Regions from separate parts of the Sus scrofa genome. Here region 2 is linked to region 1. A link is a contact called in public Hi-C data. All regions are on one chromosome and are shown on one strand. Each heading gives the region's core, a stretch centred on a gene start, on an enhancer-like site or on the middle of the called end of the contact. The rest is flanking DNA. Distances are from core to core; before and after follow the strand shown. Region 1 has its middle 94 kb from the start of CTNNB1. Region 2 holds the start of CTNNB1 (catenin beta 1).

Region 1 (4,799 bases), core at 1,288-3,787:
CTGATTGGACCCCTAGCCTAGGAACCTCCATATGCTGCGGTGTGGCCCTAAAAAGACAAAAAGACAATTAAAAAAAAAGAAGAAGTGAAATGTCAACAGTGGCACCTCCTTAAAAGGAACTGATGAATTTGACTACTCAAGGTAACTCATGTAAGTAGAATTAGTTTTTAATAGTTATAGAGCTTCGGTGGGGGAAGATGAAAAGGTTCTGAAGTTGGATAGTGGCAACACTATGGTTGTACTTAATGCCACAGAAATATACACTTAACAATGGTGACAATGGAAGGTTTTGCGTTATGTATATTTAACCACAATTTAAAAAAGAAATTGGGGAGTTCCTGTCATAGCTCAGTGGTTAACGAATCCAACTAGGAACCATGAGGTTGCGGGTTTGATCCCTGGCCTTGCTCAGTGGGTTAAGGATCCGGCGTTGCCATGAGCTGTGGTGTAGGTCGCAGACGTGGCTCGGATCCCGCGTTGCTGTGGCTCTGGTGTAGGCCGGTGGCTACGGCCCCGATTCGACCCCTAGCCTGGGAACCTCCATATGCTGCGGGAAGCGGCCCTAGAAAAGGCAAAAAGACAAAAAAAAAAAAAAATTGGTGGTATGGTATTCATTTAAGCATATGGTAAGTGTTCAATAATGTTTTCTGATTGACTATTAACCTAAAGTTAATCTAGGTGTAACTATATTTTTTTTTTTTGGCCACACTCACAGCATGTAGAAGTTCTGGGGCCAGGAATCAAACCTGTACCACAGCAGTGACCCAAGACACAGCAGTGACAATGCTGGATTCTTAACCCACTGAGTCACCAAGGAATTCTTAGGTCTAACTATCTGCATGTTTTCTTCCAATAAGCTTGGCAATTGCCTCATCATCTTGTGTTGTTATCCTAAAAGAGAAGTGGACATTGCCTAGTCTTTACTCCAACATCTATCTTCACTTGAAGATAGGCCTCTCCCTCATGGAGAAGCAGCAATGAGGTTTGAGGCCTTGACCTTGACTCCAAGAGCAGACCTGATTGGGCTGGAAGTAATCCCACTGGTCTGGCCTGTGATCAGTTTAGGACTAGTGGGCCCATTTTGGATCAGTCAGACTTAAGAAGAAGGTGGCTGAAGGTTCTGTCAAAGCCTTTTTTTCTTTTTTTTGGAGCATAGTTGGCTTGCAGTGTTGTATTAGTTTCAGGTGTACAGCAAAGTGAATCTGTTCTTAGAGGAGGCAGATGACCAGGTGGCTCCTGATGGCCTTCGCAAGAACATAGGGGATCCAGGTCTAGGATGAAGAACACAGGGCAGAGAGGAGAGGCATGAAGAGCCTGGGTCCCTGATGGACTGCTGGATCCAAGCCTCCCACTTCTGATTTCCAGTCCGAATGTCAGTGGGGTTTCTTGTTTTGGTAGCCACTTTGAGCTGACTTTTCTGTCACCTGCAGCTGGGAGCAGGGCTGATCCCTGTGAAACTAAATAAACATAATCTTTAGTTCTTACCACTTACATGGGCCTTCCAACACTCCAGGAGGTCCTGACAAAGTGTTCCCATGTTTTTGTAAAATTTGCAAAGGCCAGGTATTTTAACCACAATCCATGAAACCACTGCCTCTTTCTGCTCCCTCTGTCACACCACCTTGGGGGTAGATGTTGTTGAGGCAGCCATGGGCAGTTCTGGGATCTGGTGAAAGGGTGTGGACAGCTATGGTTCAAGGTCACATTGTGGTTTGGCCAAGAATTCTCTTACCTCCCCTAGAGCTGACTCATTTTGTTTAATATCTTGCAATCCTCTCTGTGCACATATATGAAGTTAAGCCTATAGCCAAGGGCTTAGGAACCATGGGGTCTGCTAGACCCACGTTTAGGTCCTGGCTCTGCCCTCTGCGTGCTTTGGGGCCACATATATACTTCCCTAAGCATCACTTTTTTTCATCCATAACATGGGAAGCACCTCACAGAACCACTGTAAGGATAAAATTATGCAAAAATCTTGGCACATCTCAAGTGCTCAAATAGTGAGAGACATGAACTATTGGATCTTGTGAGCCTCTCTGACCTTTAAGAGGAGGACACAGTTTATTCAAAGCCTCATTCCATGGATTATAGAGAGTCAAAGTCTTTCTCCAGTTCCCAAGGGTCTTCTGTTTTTTTTGTTTGTTTGTTTGTTTGTTTTTTTCCCCAAGTATCAGTTAAGGAAAGGCCAGAAAGATGGTTGAAGCAACAGGGGACACATGTAGGTTAAGTGTGACAAGAGCGAGTGGTACGGACTGTGGCAATGTGGAGAGGATAGGCCCTGCCAGAGAGCAGCCAACTTCAGTTCCAGCCAAGTATTGGCAGGCAGTGGGGGCTGAGGGATGTCGGTCTTTTTAAGGAAAGCCAGAAAGGCATATTTTTCCCCTAAATTCTTAAGATTTTTAAGTCTTCGAGGAATTAAAAAAAAGGTAAACCCTGTATAGGCCAAACAAAACAGAAGCCAGGGCTGAATCTGGCACACCTCCCCAGTGCACTGCACTTGCTTTGAAGTCTGGAGGTCAGCCTGTGAGCTCCAAAAGCCAAGGTCACCTGGCCCCTGGCCCTGCTTTGTCCCCGAGTGTCTCCATCCATCCTCCTGACCCTTGCAAGGCATGGAAAAATACTTCTACGTGACGACAGCTGAAGATACAACGTGAAGAGCATCAAGGGTCAGAGAAACAAACAGGGAGATCAAAGTTTTTGCAACTCCCGCCCCTCATGCAGACATTCTGTTTCATTGGAAACCAAAAGTAAACTTGCTTAAGCTTAATTCATTTCCATTAAATTTCCTAAATATTACTGCATGCCAAGCACTAAGCTAGGCCTTGGGGATTTTTTTTTTTTTTTTTTTGGCATGCCTATATGCTTGGCACGGAGTTAGATGTTTTAACTACTTTGTCTCACAACAACATTCTGAGGTAGAAATGATCCTCTTCATTGTGGAGAAATAATGATTCAAGAGTGGTTAAGCTCAAACAGAGAGAACAGACCTGGTTGCCAAGGGGGTGAGGGGTGGAGGAGGGATGGACTGGGAGTTGGCAATTGGCAGACGTAAACAATTAGATAGAGAATGGATAAACAACAAGGTCCTACCATACAGCACAGGGAACTATATTCAATACCCTGTCATCAATCACTATGGAAAAAATACAAAAAAGAATGTAAATATATGTATAACTGAATCCCTTCACTCTACAGCAGAATGTAAACCAACATTGTAAATCAATTGTGCTCTAATAAAATAAATTAAAAAAAAAAAGAGTGGTGAAGTGACTCGCCTCCCCTCACTAGTCAGTGATATAGCAGCGTTCAAGCCCCAAGTGATCTGTGATCAGCATCTCCAGACTCCCTGTTGGCTTTGGGCTCCCACTCTTTTCTTAGATGCAAACAAGTGAAGTGTAAAACTTGCAGCGAATGTGCTAAGCATTCCAATGGAGGTGAGTGAACATACTGGGGGAGGACAGGAAAAGGGAGGGCCTCCCCCAGCAATCCTCAGACTGAAGAGTGTACAGGGATCCCCTAGAGCTTGTCAGACCTGGGTATTCTGAGTCAGAGGTCTGGGGTGGGGCTCCAGAGTCCACATTCCTAGAAAGTGCCCAGGTGACGTTCAGGCTGCTGCTCCCTTCACCACACCTTGAGAAGCAAGGCTCTATCCCACGACCTCAGATCCTTTAAGAAGAGCCACTTGATTGAAATGGTGACAAGGCAAGGATGTGGTTGGTTAGTGTGAATCCATCACTGTTTCTAGCAAAGCCACCCCCCCCCCCCGCCCGCCATCATCTGATATGTAGCTACTCAGGCTTGCCAACAACTTTGAGGCTACTATCCAATTTAATCCTTGGTAATCATTATACAGATTTTACAGATGGGGCTCAGGTCTCTTAATGATTCTAACAAATCCAGCATTCCTGATTTCAGACATGGGAAATGAACTTGAACTGTAGCAAGAAGGACTCAGTGCAATAAACAATGGCAGAAACACAGGCCCCAGACCTTGTGTGAAAGGGGTTAAAGAACTAAGTCCAGGAGTTCCTGTCGTGGTGTAGTTGAAACGAATCCAACTGGGAACCATGAGGTTGCAGGTTTGATCCCTGGCCTCAATCAGTGGGTTAAGGATCCAGTGTTGCCGTGAGCTGTGGTGTAGGTCGCAGACATGGCTCGGATCTGGTGTTGCTGTGACTGTGCTGCAGGCCTGTGGCTACAGCTCCAATTAGACCCCTGGCTTGAGAACCTCCATATGCTGTGGGTGCGGCCCTGAAAAGACAAAAACAAAAAACAAAAAACAAAACAAAACAAAACAAAAAAAGAACTAAGCCCAGAAAGAGTGACAGAGGGGTGAGAGGTGGGTGATTTGGGAAGCCTGGGTATGAGTGGCAGACTTCCATAAGTAGGACCTTGGCAGAGCTAGGCATGTTCCTGGTCTAGATTTCACCCATAAAGGTCCATGCCAGGAACCTCACTCTTCAGGCAGAGGAACTATTTGAGTCTGAGGTTTCTCCGGTGAAACCTACCAAACTCAGAGCTCTAGCCTTGTGGCCACGATATTTACTGTTGCTTACGCTCACCTGCTCTGTGACATCCTGCGCTGGGTGGTAGCCCTTCCCAGATGCCAGTAACTTGCCTGCTAGTCTTCCTATTTTATGTCTTAATCAGAGAAGAAGTGTTGGGAGATTCCAAGGACAAGACACAAGGGAAGGCATTGGGGATGAGGGAGAGAGCGTTAGTAACTCGAAGGATTAAGTTCTTAGATCCATCAGTATGAAAGGTGTGCGAGTTGTCATCTCGGGGCCTTAGCAGCAGTC
Region 2 (4,799 bases), core at 1,120-3,619, 95 kb before region 1:
TTCACTTACATGGATAATTTTTATTCCAGTCATCACTGGCAACAGTAGGAAGTTCAATTCAGCTTATGTTTTAATACTGGGATCCATACTTTTCTACATAATTATCTTGGTAGAGGAAGTAGTCGGATAACGTTTCAAAAGAAAACTCTTGAATACCTATTGACACTTGAACACTGCTAAATGTTTCTTTTTTGTCCTTTTTTTTGCCACTTTATTTTTAAAAATTGGTTTTTCCTGAAAGCTATCTTAAATGATTATTCTAGCCTATGGAAAAATCTAAGCCTAGAACTCCACAAGGGCTCTAAGCTACATGCTATACTAAACTTTCTAGTTTAGTTTTTTTATTTCCCCCTCAAGGACCTTAGACTTGAATAGTCTCAGCATTCCTTTAATCCTATAGAAGAGTCTTCTGCAAGTTTTTCGAGTTACTGTTGCAATCACTTTAGGGCCTTGTACATGGCCTTTAGAACAAAGACTAGGTCAAAGTAATGAATATTGGGTGCAAATTAATCAAATTTTGTGCAAGGATATTCTCAAACGTTAATGGCACTTTTTTTTTTAACCCAGAGATTTTGTGGGTTTAAATGTAAAAGTAAAATAAATGCAGCCATCGCCTTAGTTCAGACAAAAAAAAAAAAAAAAAAAAAAAAACCCACAAAAAACCCTCCAAAGTATGTTTTTGTCACTGATTTAAGCAGATACTAAACAGTAGCATTATGGTAAATAATATTTCAAGCTATGTCCAACATTTCTGAAGACAAGTTAAGGTGAAGATAGCTGAAGGTACTGAATGCACACCAAGGGACAATAACGAAATGGCTTCCTAAGTTCCAGACAAAATACTTTATAACTCAGCGATCTGAAAAACATCAGTCCAGACTTTATCAAAGGCTAGCCGTCGCTTCAAGTTGCTGTCTAGTCTAAGCCACCACTATTCACGACACAAAGCTCTCGTTTCACTAAAACCACTCCTCGATTTCCTTTTGCGGACCTCTGCATACCAGCAGGCCAGTCTCCTCATTCACCACTCACAAACTCGGGGGGGAGGGGAGACCACAGATGTCTGGAAGATACAAAGTAGGAGACAATGCTCCCTCCAACAGGGAACTGAAAACGAAGGAATCAACTACACCCAACTGCCAAAGCTTTCAAGTTTAGCGGATCCAGTAGCGGGCTTTGAGAACTGAACTTCGAAACTGCATTCCAAGTCCTCGCCCCAGACAAAACACGGAACGAAGTTGCAACGCTTGAATTTCCTTCGGGCAATTTCGTAGCGAGGGAAAAATTCATCTCGCTGGAAAGTGCTCTCAAAATCAAGTTTAGCTGGCATGAAATTATCTAAATAAAGAATTTCCACGAACAAAATTCTCGAAGCAGTCAGAGGCTGAGTCCGGCGGGTCACTTGGTAAGAGACAGTAAGCCAGTCGCCCTCGCCCTTATTTTTCCCAGGACCTTCCTTGCACACTGCTTTCACTCACCTGCACCGTACAAGAAAATAAAGGTGCTAGATATGGATTTTATTTGTGCAACTCCTCCTGGAGCATCGCTCCGTCTGCAATAATAGTTTGGATCCTCTACGGTTTAAAGTTGCTCCGATTTAAACAGGAGCCAAAACCAAACACACCAGCAGAGCATTAAAATAATACTAACGATTCTCTTAATTCGTCCTTAAGCACGAAAGAGGGACTCTGAAGAGAAAGTCTACTGGTCCTCTCCTCATGGCAGATGGGACCTCGGGTCCCAGGCCCAGCGCCTGTACCCCAACTCCCCTTGAAGGCCCGGAAGGCGGAGTCCCCCGTCCCCACCCCGCCCCCCACCCCGGCCCCGGCGCATCCAGAGGCGCAGGGTCCCTCCCCCAAACTCGGCCGCGGCCGGAGCCCGGGACGGAAACCACAGACCCCCCTACTATCCCCCGCCAGACAACGGAGCTCCCGAACGCGCCCTCGCGGCGCCCCCTCCCCGCAAGCGGCAAACCCGGGGCCCCCAAAGAGCCGCGCGACCGGAACCCGGGCCCGGCCGCCGCCCTCCGCCCCTCGGGCCGGGCCCGCCCCCGCCGCCTCCCCGGCGCCCCCAGTCAGCCCCCAGCTCCCCACCCCGGCCCTCCGGGCTGCACCGGGCCCGGCTTCCAGCCGCCGCCGGGACCGCGCGCCCGCGACGAAGTTTGGCTCCGAAGAGGAGCGGGAGCAGCCCCGGAAGGGTAAGGAAAGGAGCACCCAAGCACCTCAGGGGAACAGGCTCCTCCCGCCGCGGGAGTCCGACCGTCCTCGGCCTGCGGTGGCGGCTCGGCGGAGACCGGAGCTGCTCCTCGGACCTTCCTCCGTCTCCGCCTCCCCTCGCTCTCAGCTCCCGGAGCCGGGTTAACGCGGCTGCCACAGACCGAGAGGCTTAAAATGGCGCCGCACAAGGAGCTCTTATAAGTCGCGCAGAATCCGCTGTATCCTGCCGCCAGCGGCGCAGCGCGGAGCGTTCCGCCGCGCGAGGACAAGGGGCGGGGCGCGGGCGGGCGGCGGAAAGTAGTCCCCGCTCCGCCGAGCCGCCCGCCTCGGGCTGGGGCGGGGCGCTTGCGAGCTCTTCGGGCGCTCCCGGGGGTTAGAGGCCGGCGGCTGCCGGGCCGCGCGGGACCGCAGGACAGATCCGCCAAGGCGCTGTCGGCCGAGATGGGGCGGCCAGGGCACCCGCGGGCCGGGATGGGCTGGGGGAGGGCGACCCCGAAATTCTCCACTATCGGGATCCCGAAGCCCCCCGGCTCTCACTCGTCCAGTGCCAAGAGAGCGGACGCTGGACTGGCCGCTTGCTGCCCGTGGGAGGCGGCACCCGGACCCCGGCCCTACGAGGCCGAGCGGCACAGGTCCCAGGAGGGCGGAAGTTCGGGACCGGGCCAACCGCAGTGCTGAGGTCGGGGCCCGCCCGCTCCCGGCGCTGCCGGGCGCTGCTGCTGCCCCTATGCAAGTCGAGGGACCCCGGCGCGATCGTGCTTTCGCCGTCTTTGCGGTCTGGGCCCCAAGCTCTCTGCAGGACTTGGCTCCTAGCCGAGCCGCACATTACCTCCACGGTCTGAATCGTAGATTCCGCATCCCTACCGGCTTGAATCTGGAAGTGAAGTACCGGGCCGAGCCTCCTGTTAACCCAATCCCAAAGACTGAACTCGTGTTAGAACGGGCGCCTAGCCCGCAATTCAACAAGTCCTTAGTCCCTACTGTGAACAAATGACTGATAGAAATGGACTAGCTCTAGAGCCCTGTCAACTAGGTTAATTCTTACAGATTTCAATTTTATCTGGTTCCACTTTACTAAGTATCAATAAATTTGTTGGGGGAGGATTTTTCCTCGGAGGAAGTTCATGTATAGATATTACTTAGTTGAGAAATCCAAGTTGTTGTTTATGGAAGGAGCTATCAGGCAGCTTCTAATTTTTAAAAACGAATTTTCTATTCTTAAAAACATTTTCTAATTCGTCCTAATAGGCTGAAGCTGGGTCTTCGTTTCCCTTCGAAATGTCTCCATTGTAATCCAGCAAGATTGGCATTTGTCAAAGATGAAAAAATTATGATCCATTCACTTTGTCTAGTCTATTGTATGCTTATTTTTCCTTCAAAACAATGAAGAGCATACAAAAAGCAACAGTGAAAGTTATCTTCAGGCTTTTATCCCTGTAATTAATGCATGCAAACAATAGGTCTTTATGCATAGGTACAGACAGGAAACCTATTTACTCATTCACTCATGGAGTAGGCTATATAGTTTTTAGGCATAGCTAATGCTAAACAGGGCCAACATGTTCCTGAAGTAATTCAATTTTCCCCCATCTTAAAGATATTTTACTACACACCGAGGTAATGTTAAACTGTTATCTATCACCATAGCATGGGCCCCTGCAGTGGAAAAAGTCTGCACACTAAGATGATGTTCCGTGAGATCCATTGTCTAGAATGACTTTCTCATTTGTGTCTTTGCTAGTAATTCTGTAGAATTAACTGTAGCGGATGGTTAAACCGAATGGTCATAATTTGAACAGACTGAACAGAAAAAGATACTTCATCAAAGCAGTGTTTTGAATATGAACTCAAAAGTGTAAACGGCATTTTTCCGGTACTGATCCCCAATATTAATGTTCATATAGAGTTAAAGAATATATATTTGATTTGATTAAAGTCATATATTTAAAATCAGATGACTAATAAATATTAATTTTTATAGATGTTTCCTTTTTCTATGTTCAGTTTTGTTTTTGTTTTGCTGAATAAGACACACCGTTAAAACTGGTTAAGAAATATTTGTACTATTAGAACATCTAAAGGATAAAAACTCTTCTATATTTACATTTCTCTATTGGATGCCAAAATAATTGAAGCATTTTTTCAATTTAGATATCTCAATCTAAATTTATAATTAATATTTAAAGTCTCTAGTCATACTTTAAGCAAACATGTTCATAAAGGAAATGAAAAATTTGCAATAGTGCAGCAAGCTATTTTTCCCTTCAAATTTGAAATATACTAAAGAATTACTGGGTGACTAGTTAAATTAAGACAAATTAGTTAAATTTAACAGATTGCTCAGAATTTTTATTTGCTTCTCCCCAAAACCAGAATTTGCTCCAATTGCCTCACCAAAAATATGAAATGAATAGCTTCGCTGCAATGAAGACAGATAGTAAACCAACAAGAAATACAAGCATTCCTGATGAGTTGGTAAAATAAGTGATTTTGTGAAAATGATTTTTAAGAATTGACTTTGGCCAATACATTTCATGAAAAAACACTTGGTTATCTTTTTTTACCTTCTAGATCCAGCCATTT

Evidence for each region. Hi-C and Micro-C count contacts between places; a contact is called where the count stands out from the background.
Region 2: a contact with region 1 is called in a Hi-C map of heart right ventricle, with 2.6 times the contacts expected there. The contact joins the promoter of CTNNB1 here to the enhancer-like site in region 1. A contact is called at or near these places in 5 of 47 Hi-C or Micro-C datasets (embryonic fibroblasts, fetal heart ventricle, fibroblasts and 2 more) and 1 of 2 datasets of contacts at active chromatin or transcription factors (alveolar macrophages).

Annotation. Positions count from the first base shown.
Region 1 is chr13:25,067,434-25,072,232 of Sscrofa11.1, reverse strand. No RefSeq gene overlaps it. Among named protein-coding and RNA genes, the nearest start is that of CTNNB1, 94 kb to the left of the region's middle. Within about 2 kb of position 2,537, at least 14 of the 83 cell types and tissues checked have an H3K27ac peak or open chromatin away from gene starts, as enhancers often do. A contact at or near this core is called in embryonic fibroblasts, where this site is marked.
Region 2 is chr13:25,161,865-25,166,663 of Sscrofa11.1, reverse strand. CTNNB1 (catenin beta 1) reads right to left here and starts at 2,369. Exons shown (of 16, transcript NM_214367.1): 1 at 2,222-2,369. LOC106505576 (basic proline-rich protein-like) reads left to right here. Exons shown (of 4, transcript XM_021069211.1): 2 at 1,777-2,197; 3 at 4,590-4,691; 4 at 4,788-4,799.